2 separate regions of the Arabidopsis thaliana genome follow, and region 2 is linked to region 1. The links are chromatin contacts, called in public capture Hi-C maps. All regions are on one chromosome and are shown on one strand. The core of a region is the stretch at or near the end of the contact, and the rest is flanking DNA. Distances in the headings are between cores, read along the strand shown.

Region 1 (7,578 bases), core at 2,792-5,291:
TCACTTTTCATTAATCTTTGCTAATAAATTAATCAAAACACTTAAGAATCAGAAGACAGGAAAACAAAATAACATACAAATCAAGAACAGAGAGTTTCCTCAAATGTCTTATAATAAGCACATCATGTATCCAAACACATGTTATGAGGCAAATTGCAAGATTAACTACTGAAACAAGTTTCCATACAACTCTTGACGTTAAGAAAACGTGACCAGATTTTTCAAGAATCATTGTTTACATTTTCCAGTGAAAACAAAACATATAATGCTAAACCCCAAAGCTTATATCTGAACAGTGAGAGCTGAAAGCAAATTAGATTCATCTTATAAGGCTTTTATATAGTAATGCTGCAAGCAGGCCTTAAGAATAACGAAACCCTAATAGTGAAAAGAAAAAAGGTGGGATTATTGTTAAGTGGAAAAGCGATTCACTTTTCAGAAACCCGATTTAGATAAGAAAAATGGATCTGATAAAGTTTCCTCTGTAACCCAAAACAAGTGCAGAGTGACAAAAGAGAGAAAAGAACAAACCAAAATCATCAGAAGAAAGATCCTACGAAACTCGAACGAGCCAATCCAAATATGAGATTACAGAGTACAAAGACAAAGAGAGAAACAAAGCAAAAGTGCAAGGAATCAGAGAAAATCAGAGGAAAAGAAGGAACCTTTAGGGGATCAAGAACAATTGATCCAGAGACAATGACTGACTATGGAAAGAGAAAGGAGAGAGTTAGTGATTGAGTAGTTGTAGTAGTGGTAGAGAGAGAGAGGGAGATGGGTGAGATCTCATTAATTGAAGAAAGCGAAGAATCAGAGAGGATGAGAAGAAGAAGAAGAAAACAAAAGAGAGAGAGCTTCCCTACAGAATCTTTTTTGGTCTTCGCTTTCTTTCATGAAAGATCAAAATCAAAGCTTACTTGCTTTTGCTATTTAATCATTTTAAAAACTTTCCTAAATTTCCTTCTTTTTTTTTTTATTTTCTTGTTACAAAGAATATAGGGAAATGAAAATCAAAAGATCAATTTTTGTGGATATAATTAAAGATTGTTTGTTCTTAATTGCATTGTGGTTAATTGTATGATGGAAAAAAACACTATTCAGCTTCTTTTTACTTAGTCAACTTCTTAATTGCTTTTTATTTAGTCAACTTATTTTTTTGTGGTGTCCTAATAAAAGCAAGACGACATAAGAGACGAGAAATAAATGGGACACTTGCAAAGTTTGCAAAAACAGATGAGTTGTCCAACTTTTCTCCACATACTACTACTAATCCCCACTTCGTTATTTATTTATTTTATGTTCCATTAAAGTCTATCCATATGAATTTCATGCATATTCACCCACCAAAACATTTCACTAAAGAAAATGAGAGCGAATTATATGGTTGATAGTCAAATAGAGATGTGAAGGCGATGATTAAATTTATTATCAGTTATATGGAGTAATTCATGTTTTTAGAGAATCATGATATCCAAAACATTTCTTATTAATATGCAGTTTTGTTTTTGCATTTGTAGTTTTCACAATAAAAAAAAAAAAAGACGAAAGGATAGGTTGGTTGGTAGATCACGAATATAATAAATGTGTAAAATTAGATTGGAGTTTAATAAAGCTTCTTTTCCCATTTGGTTCTGTTGACAAATCGTTCACGGAGTTCCCGCGTAGGCCTTAGCTTTCGTTTGTTTTTTCTTTCCTTTTTTCACACTGGGCCAATCAAAGACGATTTAATTAGAAAGCTTATTATCAAGATCAAAGATTGTATGGTTTTTGAGGATGACACATGAAGAAATTAAAAAAAAAAATCTTAATTTTGTGAAATCCAAAGGGATCATCATAATCATCATCCCATGTGTCTGACAGCAAGAGAAGAATGTCACGTGTTTGTGGGTCAATTTAACCAAATGCTATATCTTCCAATTGCAGCATTATCAAAAATTACTAAACTAAAAAGGCCACGCACAATGACTCATCATCGCGTGGGCTTTGACATATGGGCCTTATCTTAATCGGGCTTTACAATTAAACCAAACAGATATAAAAACAAGCAAATCCTGACCTGGCAGTGGATCTTCATGTGTCATCCTCAAAAACCATAGAATCTAAGATAAGAAGATAAGGGACACGTGTCAAAAATCCAACACACAGAAACACATTTTCCCCGATTTACTAACGCACAACAAAACTCTTTCATTCTCTTCTTACACCTTTTCTCCAGAGTTCCGACAATGGCTTCAGCATCAGCGACAGCTACTCTTCTCAAACCCAATCTTCCGCCGCATAAACCGACCATCATCGCCTCCTCCGTATCTCCGCCTCTTCCTCCTCCACGTCGCAACCACCTCCTCCGCCGCGATTTCCTCTCCCTGGCGGCAACATCCACGCTTCTAACACAATCGATTCAGTTTCTAGCTCCGGCGCCGGTCTCCGCCGCTGAAGATGAAGAGTATATCAAAGATACGTCGGCAGTGATCAGTAAAGTAAGGAGTACGCTTTCGATGCAGAAGACAGATCCGAATGTGGCTGATGCGGTGGCGGAGCTGAGAGAAGCGTCGAATTCTTGGGTTGCCAAGTACCGGAAAGAGAAAGCTCTTCTCGGAAAAGCTTCTTTCCGGGATATATACTCGGCGTTGAATGCTGTTTCAGGTCATTATGTGAGTTTTGGTCCGACGGCTCCGATTCCGGCGAAGAGGAAGGCGAGGATTCTTGAAGAGATGGAAACTGCTGAGAAAGCTCTCACAAGAGGAAGATGAAAAAACTGCAGTCAGGCCTTCTTCTCCATTTTCTTGTTGATGAAAATTTTATTTTCCTAAAAATGCCAATCGAATTATATGAGAAGAGAAACTTGAATTGGCTCGCCTGCTTTTTTTTTTCATTCCTGTAAAATACTTAATGTTCTGCATGATAATTGCTTAATTATCATTATCAGAGATACTTATATAACTTATATCGAATTCCATTTTCTCAATGATTGGAGCTGCTTCATAAGTTCGATTAACTCTCTTCTGTTGTACTATATACTTCCCTAGAAAATTTGTCTACACTTTCTTTAGTTTTTGATAGAGGAGAAATGAATTACACCATTATAAAATCTCCAAAACTCCTAAGTCACATTTCTGCATAATTGCATTGAATGCTTATCAACCTAAAATGATTTCAAGTCTATGTAAAGACTTTCCTATGGGCCATCAACAAAGCCCACAAAGTGTGTAGTTTGGTCATTTTATTTGTAGGTGACAACAAACTCCACAAGCATTCCCCATTCCAACATATTACGTGCAGGTCCACACACGTGAACACTAACACATGGCTCGTATTTACTCTATTTATATATTATAATAATATATTCATTCAACGCAATTAACAACAACACGTGTGCACTAGTAATCTACCATTATACTGCTGACCTTTCCAATACGTTAAAATCAAATTGATGGGTGTAGTAAATAATGACCGTGTTTGCTGCTGACTAGTGTGTTTAATTACGCCTAATTTATGTATTTTGGTCAATAGTTCATTAGTATAATCTTGCACCCTCTTTATTTAACACTAATCTTGCAAGTCAACATTCGCTCGCCTCACCAAATGCAATATATATCGTACTCCATACGGGTTACAAGATTAGGTTTCATCGGTGAGTACTAATAATATACGTTAATGAATCTATATTACGGGGACGGATACGAATTGGATAACAAATTAAAAGTGGTCAATAAGTTACTTAAACCAGTAAACCCTAGCTTGTGATACCAAATCTCTAATTTCTGAATATGATTGATGCAAATAATATGTAAAAAGGATTCTAACCAATAAAATGACTAAACTAACCAAATTTCTAAGATCAATTCACCTCAAGAAAACAAAAAATTCATAAATTTTGGATAACAACAAAACCAAAACCACGTGAAGAAAACAATGAGCTGTGGTGAGGTGGTGGACGAGGAAAATCGGTCAAACTTAATTAAAGATCTTATCTATTTTTCTCATTTCCTTTTTCTGTGTTTTTATTTTCTTTTTATAAATAAACTGTTTTTGCTATAAAAAAACAAAGACACCAATTGTAAAAAAAAAAAAAACATCTGCTGATCGTCTCTGAGTAAAAGCAATCGTTTCGAATCCAAAATTGCCCGAGAAAAAGTTTTGACTTCCCCGGGAAAATCTCTATCCTTTCTTCATTCATTCAACAAAGTTCTGAATATTTTCTCTGTTCTTCTCCCTCATTTTATGGCTTTACCTTTTATTCATTTACCTTGTCTCGATTGATCTGACTTCAAGATTAGAAATCTCGACGCGTGGCTTCCATTTTTTCTCAGAGAATCACATTTAAAAAAAAAAAACAGAAAAACAATATTCGATCTTTGCTTACTACTCATTGTGCGTCTTCTCGATTTGTAATCTCCATACAATTTTTTCTAGAGAGAATCCATCTCTCTCTCTTTTTTTTCTTTGGTTTTGCTTGTCCCTTAAATTCAGCCTCCTTCATACATAACGTCAAAGCTCAGATATCTGAATAACTCGCTTGCGTGCCTCTCTCTCTCTAAAAGCCCATCTCTTTCTCCTCCTCCTCCTCCATTGAAGAAGAAACCTACCTTCGTAATATTTCCTCAATTACGATCATGGTGAATGTTAAAGGGTCAACCAAAAAATCGAATCTTGATCGATTCCTTCATTGCATAACACCCTTAGTGCCACCCCAATCTCTCCCCAAGGTTTCATAACGTTTCTTTCTCTCTCTCTCTTTTTGTTTTCGTTTCAATATGTCATTATTGATTGATTTTGATGGGTGTTGATTTTGCAGACGGAGATTAGAACCCTAAATCGATTGTGGCATCCATGGGAGAGACAAAAGGTTGAGTTTTTCAGGTTGAGTGATTTGTGGGATTGTTATGATGAATGGAGCGCTTATGGAGCTAGCGTTCCTATTCATGTTACCAACGGAGAATCTCTTGTTCAATACTATGTTCCTTATCTCTCTGCCATCCAGATTTTCACCTCTCATTCCTCCTTGATCCGCTTAAGGTTTGTCTTTTGATTGTGTTACAGCTCAAAGATTGAACCTTTAATATCTTTTATGGCTTATTGATGAATCCTTTGATCATTAGAATGAGATTTGAATAGATTGTGCTTTATAGCTGAAGAATGATTGCTCTCATGGGTTGCTTTAAAGATATCTGATTAAATTTGGTTGTGTTGGGTTGATTAGGGAAGAGTCTGAAGATGGGGAATGTGAGGGTAGAGATCCGTTTAGCGATTCAGGTAGCGATGAGAGTGTCTCTGAGGAAGGACTTGAGAACAACACGCTCTTGCATCCAAGTGATCGTTTGGGTTATCTTTATCTCCAATACTTTGAGAGATCAGCTCCTTATACCAGAGTTCCTCTGATGGATAAGGTACATAATATAAACCTTGTTATGTAGCCTTGCGTTAGTTCACCTGATCCGATCGAATAAGCATCACAAATGATGTTTTGATATGATTCCAGATCAATGAATTGGCTCAAAGATACCCGGGATTGATGTCGTTGAGAAGCGTTGATCTTTCTCCAGCTAGTTGGATGTCAGTAGCATGGTACCCGATTTACCATATACCAATGGGAAGAACCATTAAAGACTTATCCACGTGTTTCCTCACTTATCACACTCTTTCCTCTTCTTTTCAAGGTGCAGATTCTCTCTGTCTGTCTACTATCCTTCAACTCGGTGTGATCGATCGGGTTTAACACTTTGTTGTATCACAGATATGGAACCGGAAGAAAATGGTGGGGACAAGGAGAGAGTGCGGAGGGAAGGGGAAGATATAACTCTGCTCCCATTTGGGATGGCTACTTACAAGATGCAAGGCGATGTTTGGCTTTCGCAGGACCACGATGATCAAGAGAGATTGGCTTCGCTTTACAGTGTTGCGGATTCTTGGCTTAAACAGCTCAGGGTCCAACATCATGACTTCAACTACTTCTGCAATATGTCAATGACTCATCGTGGCTAAACCTCGGTTGGATGACACCATGATGTTTGCTTGTTTCCTCATATATAGTCTAATTCTTGCTTTGTTCTGGAACCGCTTGCGTTTTGTAAAACGCAATGGAGCGATTCGCTTTGCAGTGTTTTGGTTAGAATAGCGTTTTGAGTCTTCTAACCTTTGAGAGAGTATATGTCGTATATAGAGTTTTGTTGCTTGTTGAAACAGAGTACAATTGTTGTTGCTTGTTAAAAACAGAGTGATTGTTTCTTATAAGTTGAAACATGGTGGAGAGAGAACTTTATTGTGCCAACAGTACCGTTACTGAAATAGTAATGTAACGAACTAATCATGTTAACAATTTTTTTTTTTGGAATTAAAATGGTTGAGAAGAATTATCAATTTTTGCTATTGTTTGATGAAACTGCTGAAACATTTTTTTTGAAGTTATGTATATGTTAACTCATACTCAAATGCTTTAAAGATTTTCCCCATGAAATTAACCAAAATTTAAATATTTTATTATATCAATATTAAAAAATTGACTCATCGAATTCATTATACTTTTATTAATGGACATCAGATACTTTAAGTCACAACATTTTGTTAGAATCTTTTTTCTGCATTGGATTGTAAATTTAATAATATTAATGTTTAGTTAAGATATCGGATATTTAAGTTGTACTCATACAAGGAAATTTATTTATCCCTTATAAATTACGCAAGTTGATATGAATAAAGTTGGGATCTTTTATGACAAAAATGTCAAATATATGAGAGTACAAAATAAATGATTTGGAAGTTTGACTTTTATACACTTTCATGTTTTGTTTGGTTTCTCCACCAAATTGTATAGAGAGATACCAAACTTTTTTTAGTTACTTACAGAAAACAGAACACTGCCTAGATAATTAGAAAAAAGAAAGTATAGAGAGTTTTGGATTGATAAGGCTTCATCACACTATTTTTTCGAAATGACTTGCAAAAAAAAAAAAAAAATAACTCGAAGAAAAAAGAGTAATTCGAATTGAATAGGAATCATGGAAATGTGGTGGTAAGGCATCTTATCCTTGACGTTAGGTTTCAAAAGTGATGATCCCTTTAGTTTCGTTGATAATGGATAAGATCAAAATATCCATTTTTACGACCTCCAAAGCACACGTAAGAAGAACCTTATCTTTTATTTTTATTTAAGTTTTATACAAAAAAGGTCAAAAAATCAGACCGAATTTTATCAAAATAAATAACGGTCAGGATGAGCAAATGACTGCCGACAAGGACAATCGAAGTAATTAGTTTGGTCTGAAGATCTTTTATCAGAATTAATCTATATTATGTCATATAAAATCAACCAACCATAAACCACTCACTTAGCATATTAAAAGAACCGACAAAATATTTCATAATTCATATAATACGAGGGAGACAAGAGAGTTGATTTTTCAAAGTACAAAAGTCACAAAGTCCACTACCAGTTCATAATTTCCACACCATCATCATCATGTTACCAAACAGTGATGCATCATATAGAACATACGTTCATTATCATTCATTTTCTATTTATGTGTTTTGGCTTCATTGATTATCATTTTCATTTCGGTCATAAATTCAGGTTAATGTACA
Region 2 (7,578 bases), core at 2,708-5,207, 77 kb after region 1:
AGAAAAGTGGTAGTTAAGTGAAATGGTCACTGTCTCTGTATATGAATCTTCAATGTCAATTATCTATACACCTATAGTGCAAACCAAACTTCAACAGTTACAATATGTATAATCTTACACAATTCACTAAAATTTGTCCATCATAGTTATTTATTCAACGTATATATCTGCGTATATATGAGTTAACCAAGTCTGGGCTTCGAGTCTCAATGTATTTATTAGTTTTAGCACTGGCGCCACTATTTGTTTCAAACGATCAATTGCTTTAAATCTGATGGTAATGGCTTGTCTAACTTCAGAGAAAAGTTAATACGGAATATGCAATTACAATTAACAAAAGAAAATTCTTTCATTTTTTTCTTCTAATATATATAATCACGTGTATGACCACAAATTTTGCCGTCCGGTTGAGAGTGATCGAAGGTGTATATGACTCTCGTGAATCACGGTATCAAATGATATAATCATAAATTTTTGTGATTTAACTATGTGCTTCATGATGGTGGATGCAAAACGTAACATATATTTGGTCAGCTAAATTTATTGTTTTTTTGTTATAAAAGATAAATTTATTGTTTTGAAATATTTGAACTTTGCTTCGTACATAAATATCTTGATAAATTTAAAATTATTTTTTTGATATTAAACGTATCCATGAAATATATATATATATATATATGGATACGTTTAATATCAAAAAAATAATTTTAAATTTATCAAGATATTTAAAATTATATATATATATATATATATGGAGGATAACTTATACAGCTCAGAAAGTTAAATTACAAGTTCACAAATCTTCTTCACAAAAATATATAAAAATAAATATATTTTCCATGGTTTTTCTTGAATTATTTGACGGCTAATCATTGGATGGTGATCAGGACATGGCATTTTTCATGTTACGTATAGTATATGGTTAGAGATTTGAATAGGCTAGTTAAAATATCGAAATTGCTACCAAACGGTCAAATCTGGTCCACCTTCATCCATAATGGTTCGTTGATGCATTCGGGCTCGCAAAAAGCATGTTAGAAAAAGTTGGTGATAATTACTTAAAGTTGTTTTTTTCGCAATATAATATAGTAATAAAAAAATGTTATTGGCTTCATGATTGACTGTTGGCCTCATCAAATATGTCACAGTCACTTGTATGGTTTCTTCAAACTTAATTTCTTATAAAATACATTAGTATTGTTTTCTTATCACCACTCACACCTATCCAATATATGCATTTGTATTATTTTATGATTATGATTCGACAGAATCTGCCTATATCTTTGAAGATTTTTTGTTTTTTATTATTGTTTTAATAACATAGAATTTGAATTCGGATGAACATAAGCAGTAGAGCGAGGGCATAGATAACTCTGGTCGTGATACATCGATAACAATATCGTTAGGTTATATGGAATTAAAAAAATATTATGCTATACTTTTAAAATTTTAACACAAAAAATTATGATAGCAGGCATACTACTAGTTTTGGGGATTTTCGCCAAGGACCATTTTGTTCAAATTTTAACAAGTGAAATGAGGACGAGCTTAAATTCGTAGGTTATATTGGGTTTGGGCCATACTAATTTTGTCAAGATTGGGTTCTCACATAACATTATTAACCCATTAAAATGTCAAAGAATTGGTTGTGAAAGCATAACATTACTAACCTATTTCTTGAAGCTTTTGGTTGTTAACGAAGACAGTAGCAACATTGATGGTTAAAGAATGCTCTGTTCTGTTTTGTATCATGGATGATGATGGTTAGTTAGTCTTCTTATTAACGTGGGATATATGTTGGGCTTAAGCCATATGTAATATACTATCTTAGTCGGCAAGTCATTGTTAGGGTTTTCCATATCATCGTATATATAATGTAAAGTTGTCGATCAATAAAGCAGAGAACTTTCTTATCATTGCGTGAATTTGACATGGTATCAGAGTGAAAGTTTTTTCTGAACAGTTTTGTATCTAACGAGTTTGTGATTGTGTTTTGACCAAAGTAACCAAAGATAAGCAACTACAAAAATCGGTAGAGATCTTATTGGTTGCAGGATCTTGTCGGTTGAAAAGAGCTCACATGATCCCGAATTTCTCCTCTCGATCTCAACGGCACATTCTCTGTTTCAACAAATATGACCGTTGTGAGAAAATTTCCATATTTTTTTGTTTTTAGCATAATTAATGAAATTTCCTTTTTCGTAACCTAGTCGGAAAAAAGGAAATACTCGAAAATTTGCTATTCTTCTTCTTCTAAACGACAAAAAATAAATCCATATTTTATCTACGAATTTTAAGATCTCCGATGATGATCCATTACTAAATTATCTCTGAAACAACTTCGTTCTTCATCTCAGAACCTATCCGTAAGATTTGAGCGGAGGAAAGCATTCTCTTATCGTGATTTAGTTATGGTCTCTTCTAATTTAACCCTTCTTGTTGATTCGTTACCGTGGATGCTTCTTACGCTATTCTCACCAGCGGATTCGGTCGACGGTGGCGACTGAGAACGACGACCATGTATCGGTTCGAATCTTGATGGAGTGGCCTGAGGATGAACGAAGAAGAAGATGTCACAAGAAGGATACAGAACGATGCAGTCAAAGCTCATCAATGGGCCTTCGTAATGGGCTTTCCTGTGAGGACCCTCCCCACTACCCAAATCCAACAAGGTAATAAAACTTTCTTTTCTCTCTCTTTTTTTAAAAATAAAAATATAAAATATAATGATTTGATTATAGAAAAAGTAATATGTTTTTCACGTCTGATTTTAAACTAAATATCAAGGTTTTTGAAAAATATATATATTTTTAAAGTAAAACCGTTTAAATTTCACTTGATATGTTAGTTAAAATGCTTTTGTTTTTAAGACAAATTTAACACTTAATTATGTTTTAAACGGTTTTCAAAAATAATGTTTTTTTTGTGATGTCAAAAATAAAGTATAAGTAATAGTGTTTTGATTTTTAACTAAAAAATTTCGATTTACAAAATGTTTTTGTTTTAGAAAACTAAGTGATAAATTTAATTACGTGAAAATATATATCTATATATATATATATATATATTTTTTACTTTTTGATTTTTTATTTTTCGTAAATAATGTTTTAATTACCAAAATAAAGTAAAATATGATGTTTTTTTTTTGTTTTTTTCTGTGTTTTTCTTATGATCAAACCAATCACGTAACAATCTTTTACAAGTTCACATATATTAACAAATAATGTAAAAAGGGATAGAAATAAATAAGAAGGCAACTAGATTTAGGAGGATTAAAAATCAAAGCCATAAAGCCCCAGCTTGTCTAAGAGTAGGCACTAAATCACCATTAATATGAGCAGCCATCAGATTTTCCAATCCTCCAAACAACTTTCCTCCTATGTACATCATAGGTAATTTCTCTTTATCACTTACGATATTGTCGTAGTTGTTGTTGTCTTCTTCACCAATCTCAACCACCACTGGATTCACGCCATGTGTCAGTAGCAGCCGTTTTGCCACGTGTCCCAAACAACAGCCTCTCCTTGCAAACACCACCACAGCATTCTCCATCACAACTAGGTTGCTTGATCTCTTATTGCTTATAGATGTTGGCTTTGGTGATCCTGATGTTAACCATGATAATGATGATGATGATGATGATGGTTTATCTTCATTCTTTAAAAGGAAAATGCTATTGCCCGGCACGGTCTTCGTCCACGGTGACTCGTATGGTCGAATTGCTTTTTGCATAATTGATGATAGAGAGACAAAGAGAGAGAGGGAGAAATGGGAAAAGAGAGAGAGACTTGTGTAGTTGGGTTCGTTTGGTAAGAGATGTGATTATTAAAGAATTTATATAGAGGATTTTGGAGAGCATTTGGCTTTGGGGGTCAATGAAGCATGTGTAAACTGTATTCTCTTGATATCCGAAGCCATGTCACCGTATCCAAAATAAAGATCTATAACTAAACTTATGATTATTTATTAATGTTGAGTGTAAATCATCCAAAACTTAAAAATATATTTAACTTATGTGTGAAAGATAAATTTCGAACTCATTGTCGGAACTCAAATGCGACAACTCAATTTTTTAAAGAATATAACTATGATTATCTTAACCGAATGTCATTTTTGACATATTGTAATTTAGAAAATTGTAGCATTCATAAAATCAGTGACTTATATATAGATTATATTAAACTAAATGATGACGAATACATAGTAAGGGGCTTACGACAAGGCTGATGTCAAGAGATATCTTTATTTGTTTAGAAACTTATGTCACAATTAAAATTGTCTTCGTAAGGTTACGTTTTATGGATAAAGGCAAATCATTTGTATGGACCATTAGATTTTAGATCATCTCTATTACGTCATGACGATGACTTGTTTTCTCTAACATTAAGATATCAATTTGTGTTTTATATTCTAGTTGCACCTTGAAACATATATATGTACCCACTACCCAGTACACGTCCTATAGATTTTATTTCTTTTCCATTAAGCATCTGTCTATTATCATGGATTTAAGCTGTCATTTAGAATTTTGATAAAACGCATAAACTATAGAAACGCATATTTTTTCCATCGAATTATACATTTTGAACATCTTGTCTAGGATTAGTTAAACTTATGATATGGTCGAAAATACGTTGCACATACGTCACGAACTCCGCAAAGCCAAGGTGATGACTTGTCAACAGTTCTGTGGAAAATCTAACAACTCCTTTCGTCAAAAGAAACAGCTGAGAAGTACGAAAAACTGACAAAAAAAAATGGACCCTCATGGTGACAAAACGACATGACGTCTCCCTTTAACTTTACGAAACAGCAAGTCGTTCCGTCTTTTGTTAATCCACAACGCTTTTATTTTTTTGGAATTATTTATTGCTCAAAACATTTTATTATCTTGGTTAACGGTCATCACTCGTTTCCAGCTAATTTTAATTATACATGACATCATAAAAAGCAGCCGTCGGTTATATACAAATATTGAAATAAGAGTTTACTTGGTCAAAATTTTAAAATTTGACGTCACCGGAAAATTCGCCGGAGTTTCGTCACCCCCATAAAACTCCTCACCGGTGAAAGAAAGAAAAAGACGTCTCTATCATGGTGGCGCCGGCAAGACGTCATTAAATACAAAGGGTCCATGTTGCTCTGCTCATACAAAATCTTATTATACGTATGCAATATTTTATTTTCTCTGCTCTCCAATACAAATCCTTATAGGTAGATAAGGTTGGCAACTAGTGGAAAAAAGAAAATTTGAATAGCAAGCTAACAAGAAATATTTATATTTAAGTTTTATGAAAGGATTGGTACGGATCTTATATTCGGATATTTATATAAGCATGTCGTATGTAACATATACTAAAAAGAACTATTGGCATAGATCAGATCATATGAATATTATTGAGTTTTAAATTCAACTTCATCAATTGTCCGGGGAAACACAGGAAAATATCAACAAAAAGTTTCATTGAAAATGATGAATAATACTGACCAAAGCCAATCTGCGTCTCTCTCAATATGTCCTCTTAAAGACTATTTTCAGAATCAGTCACGAGAAAGGGTCATTTGGTCAAACACCAACCCATCCTTTACTTCCAAGGCGGAGAGATCTTTTAAATGAAATGAATATGAAATGAAGAAACTTACTCGTTCCTTCTCTTTTACTTCTTAGGCTCCAAGTTCATTTCTTGAAGGTTAAGCAACAGATCGTTGGAGCTCAGGTAAACCTTGTTAGCAGATTGTGCAATGGTCTGTGCAATCTCTCTCGCAGCTTCAATCTTTCTCAGAGTGATGAATGCCTGATTGTTCGCAATTGCTTGTCCGATAAGCTGAGCACTTTTAGCTTCTCCCTGCACAAAGATTCAAAAAGAGCTAATGCTTCAGGCCAAAACCACTAATCTCATGTCATTAGATTTGCAATCAAGATCACCAATGCTATACCTGCGCACGGATAACCGCACTTCTCCTGTCTTGTTCGGCTTTCTCCACAATGAACTTAGCCCGTTCAGCTTCCTGAGCAGCAACTTGTTTTGCCTCGATAGCTGCGGTGAACTCTTTGCCGAATGTCAGAGTCGTGATGGAGACATCATCAAGAGCAATGTCAAAGTTAGAAGCCCGCTCTGTCAGAATCTTGCGTATCTCTCTGCTCACAGCCTAGAGGAGAGAGTAAACAGAGTCCACCATTAGAAACAAAAGAGCAGAAAAGTTGTAGAAAAAGAATGTTGAGATACGTACTTCTCTCTGGGTAATGAGCTGGCTTGCATTGTACTGAGCTACCACTGCTTTTAGGGTTTCATGGATGATGGAAGGAAGAACCCTTTCGCTGTAGTTCTCGCCAAGGGTTCGGTAAATCTGAGGCAAACGGTCACCCATGGGACGTGTGAGAACCCTTAATCCAATTTTCACCTGTGCAACACCCAAGAAAAATATCAGAAACACAGCAACTCCTTTAAGAAAGAAAATGGAGACTAAGTTCTTTCTTGCTCTACCTAAGTCTACTGAAAGCAAGTGTAACTTGTCTCTTGTTTTTCCACTTATCCATACACTCACACAGTTCATATAAGGATCAACATTGATCGTGTAATATCCTAAAAGAGTAAGTGATATTTAATCTACAGCTCCATAACCTCAAACCACACCCAAAATTTTCTAAAACATGCTCTTAATGCTGCATTGAAGGGTCTTAACATAACGTCAAAAGAAGGAATATCTAGTATGATCTATATAGCACCACATTCAGTAACATCATTTAAAATTAAATCCCTGGGCTAAATATTGTACAAACACACACAGAAAAGAAGCCAAAAGAAGAAGAAACCAAAACGCACCATCTGAAGATCATGACTACCAGTGGTGCTCTCTACAAGGTAAGGTCGTGCACGAACGTCATAGATGATTGGCCTTTCAAACCATGGCACCATAAAATGTGTGCCTTCTGGGTACACCTGAAAACACAAATCCAAGTAAAAGTAACGCTTTCTTAGAATTCAAAGCCTCAGATATAAAAGTACATCTTGTTAGTTTGAGAAATACAAACCTTTTCCTTGATACCAGTTAATCGGTTGAACATGACAGCACGGTGTCCTCCATCGACATTGTAGAGACTATTAGTAAGGGCATAGACACCGAGCCCACCAATAACGCTGACCTTAAGAAGGGCAGAGAGAGCAGGAGCTCCAGGAATGTTGGGAACTTTGTTGAAACTCATTTCCTGATAGCAAAACAGAATTCAAACCGCAATGAGATACCCAGGAGAAACAGTTCACAGCTAAGAACTTTATATGTAGCAAACTAAAACGCCGCAGGGATAAATTCGTTTGTCAGCAGATTAAAAACATCATTATACGAAGATCCAAAGGACTTAACACCGCATAAGAAATCACACACATAGAACAATCAATGCACAAGCCTCCATTTCAGAAGAAACAAAAAATCCAAGAGAGCAAACAAAGAAGTAGTGTTACTAAGAGAATCAATTGACATGGCAAAAACTGGAGAGAAAAACGAATTCGAAAAGATCGCATAGAAAAGCGTCAGAAATTGAAAGCATCGGTAGCAGATCCCAAGGCTAAAATCGATCAA

Evidence for each region. Capture Hi-C pulls out chosen DNA fragments and counts their contacts.
Region 2: a contact with region 1 is called in a capture Hi-C map of shoot, with 2.2 times the contacts expected there. A contact is called at or near these places in 1 of 26 Hi-C or Micro-C datasets (root), 1 of 2 datasets of targeted methods (shoot) and 2 of 3 other capture datasets (root and shoot).

What each region holds. Positions count from the first base shown.
Region 1 is chr1:896,691-904,268 of TAIR10.1, forward strand. It overlaps AT1G03610 (plant/protein (DUF789)), which reads left to right and starts at 4,042. Exons shown (of 5, transcript NM_100241.4): 1 at 4,042-4,706; 2 at 4,796-5,016; 3 at 5,201-5,387; 4 at 5,480-5,657; 5 at 5,735-6,380. The coding sequence starts at 4,614. The coding sequence ends at 5,982. It overlaps PSB27 (photosystem II family protein), which reads left to right and starts at 1,790. Exons shown (of 1, transcript NM_100240.3): 1 at 1,790-3,104. The coding sequence starts at 2,226. The coding sequence ends at 2,750. AT1G03590 (Protein phosphatase 2C family protein) reads right to left here and starts at 1,028. Exons shown (of 6, transcript NM_100239.8): 1 at 666-1,028. AT1G03620 (ELMO/CED-12 family protein) reads right to left here. Exons shown (of 11, transcript NM_001331424.1): 11 at 7,482-7,578.
Region 2 is chr1:973,954-981,531 of TAIR10.1, forward strand. It overlaps GRXS13 (Glutaredoxin family protein), which reads right to left and starts at 3,958. Exons shown (of 2, transcript NM_001331442.1): 1 at 3,415-3,958; 2 at 1,918-2,548. The coding sequence starts at 3,732. The coding sequence ends at 2,396. It overlaps PHB2 (prohibitin 2), which reads right to left. Exons shown (of 6, transcript NM_100266.3): 2 at 7,034-7,207; 3 at 6,825-6,941; 4 at 6,232-6,402; 5 at 5,938-6,150; 6 at 5,354-5,846. The coding sequence starts at 7,204. The coding sequence ends at 5,658.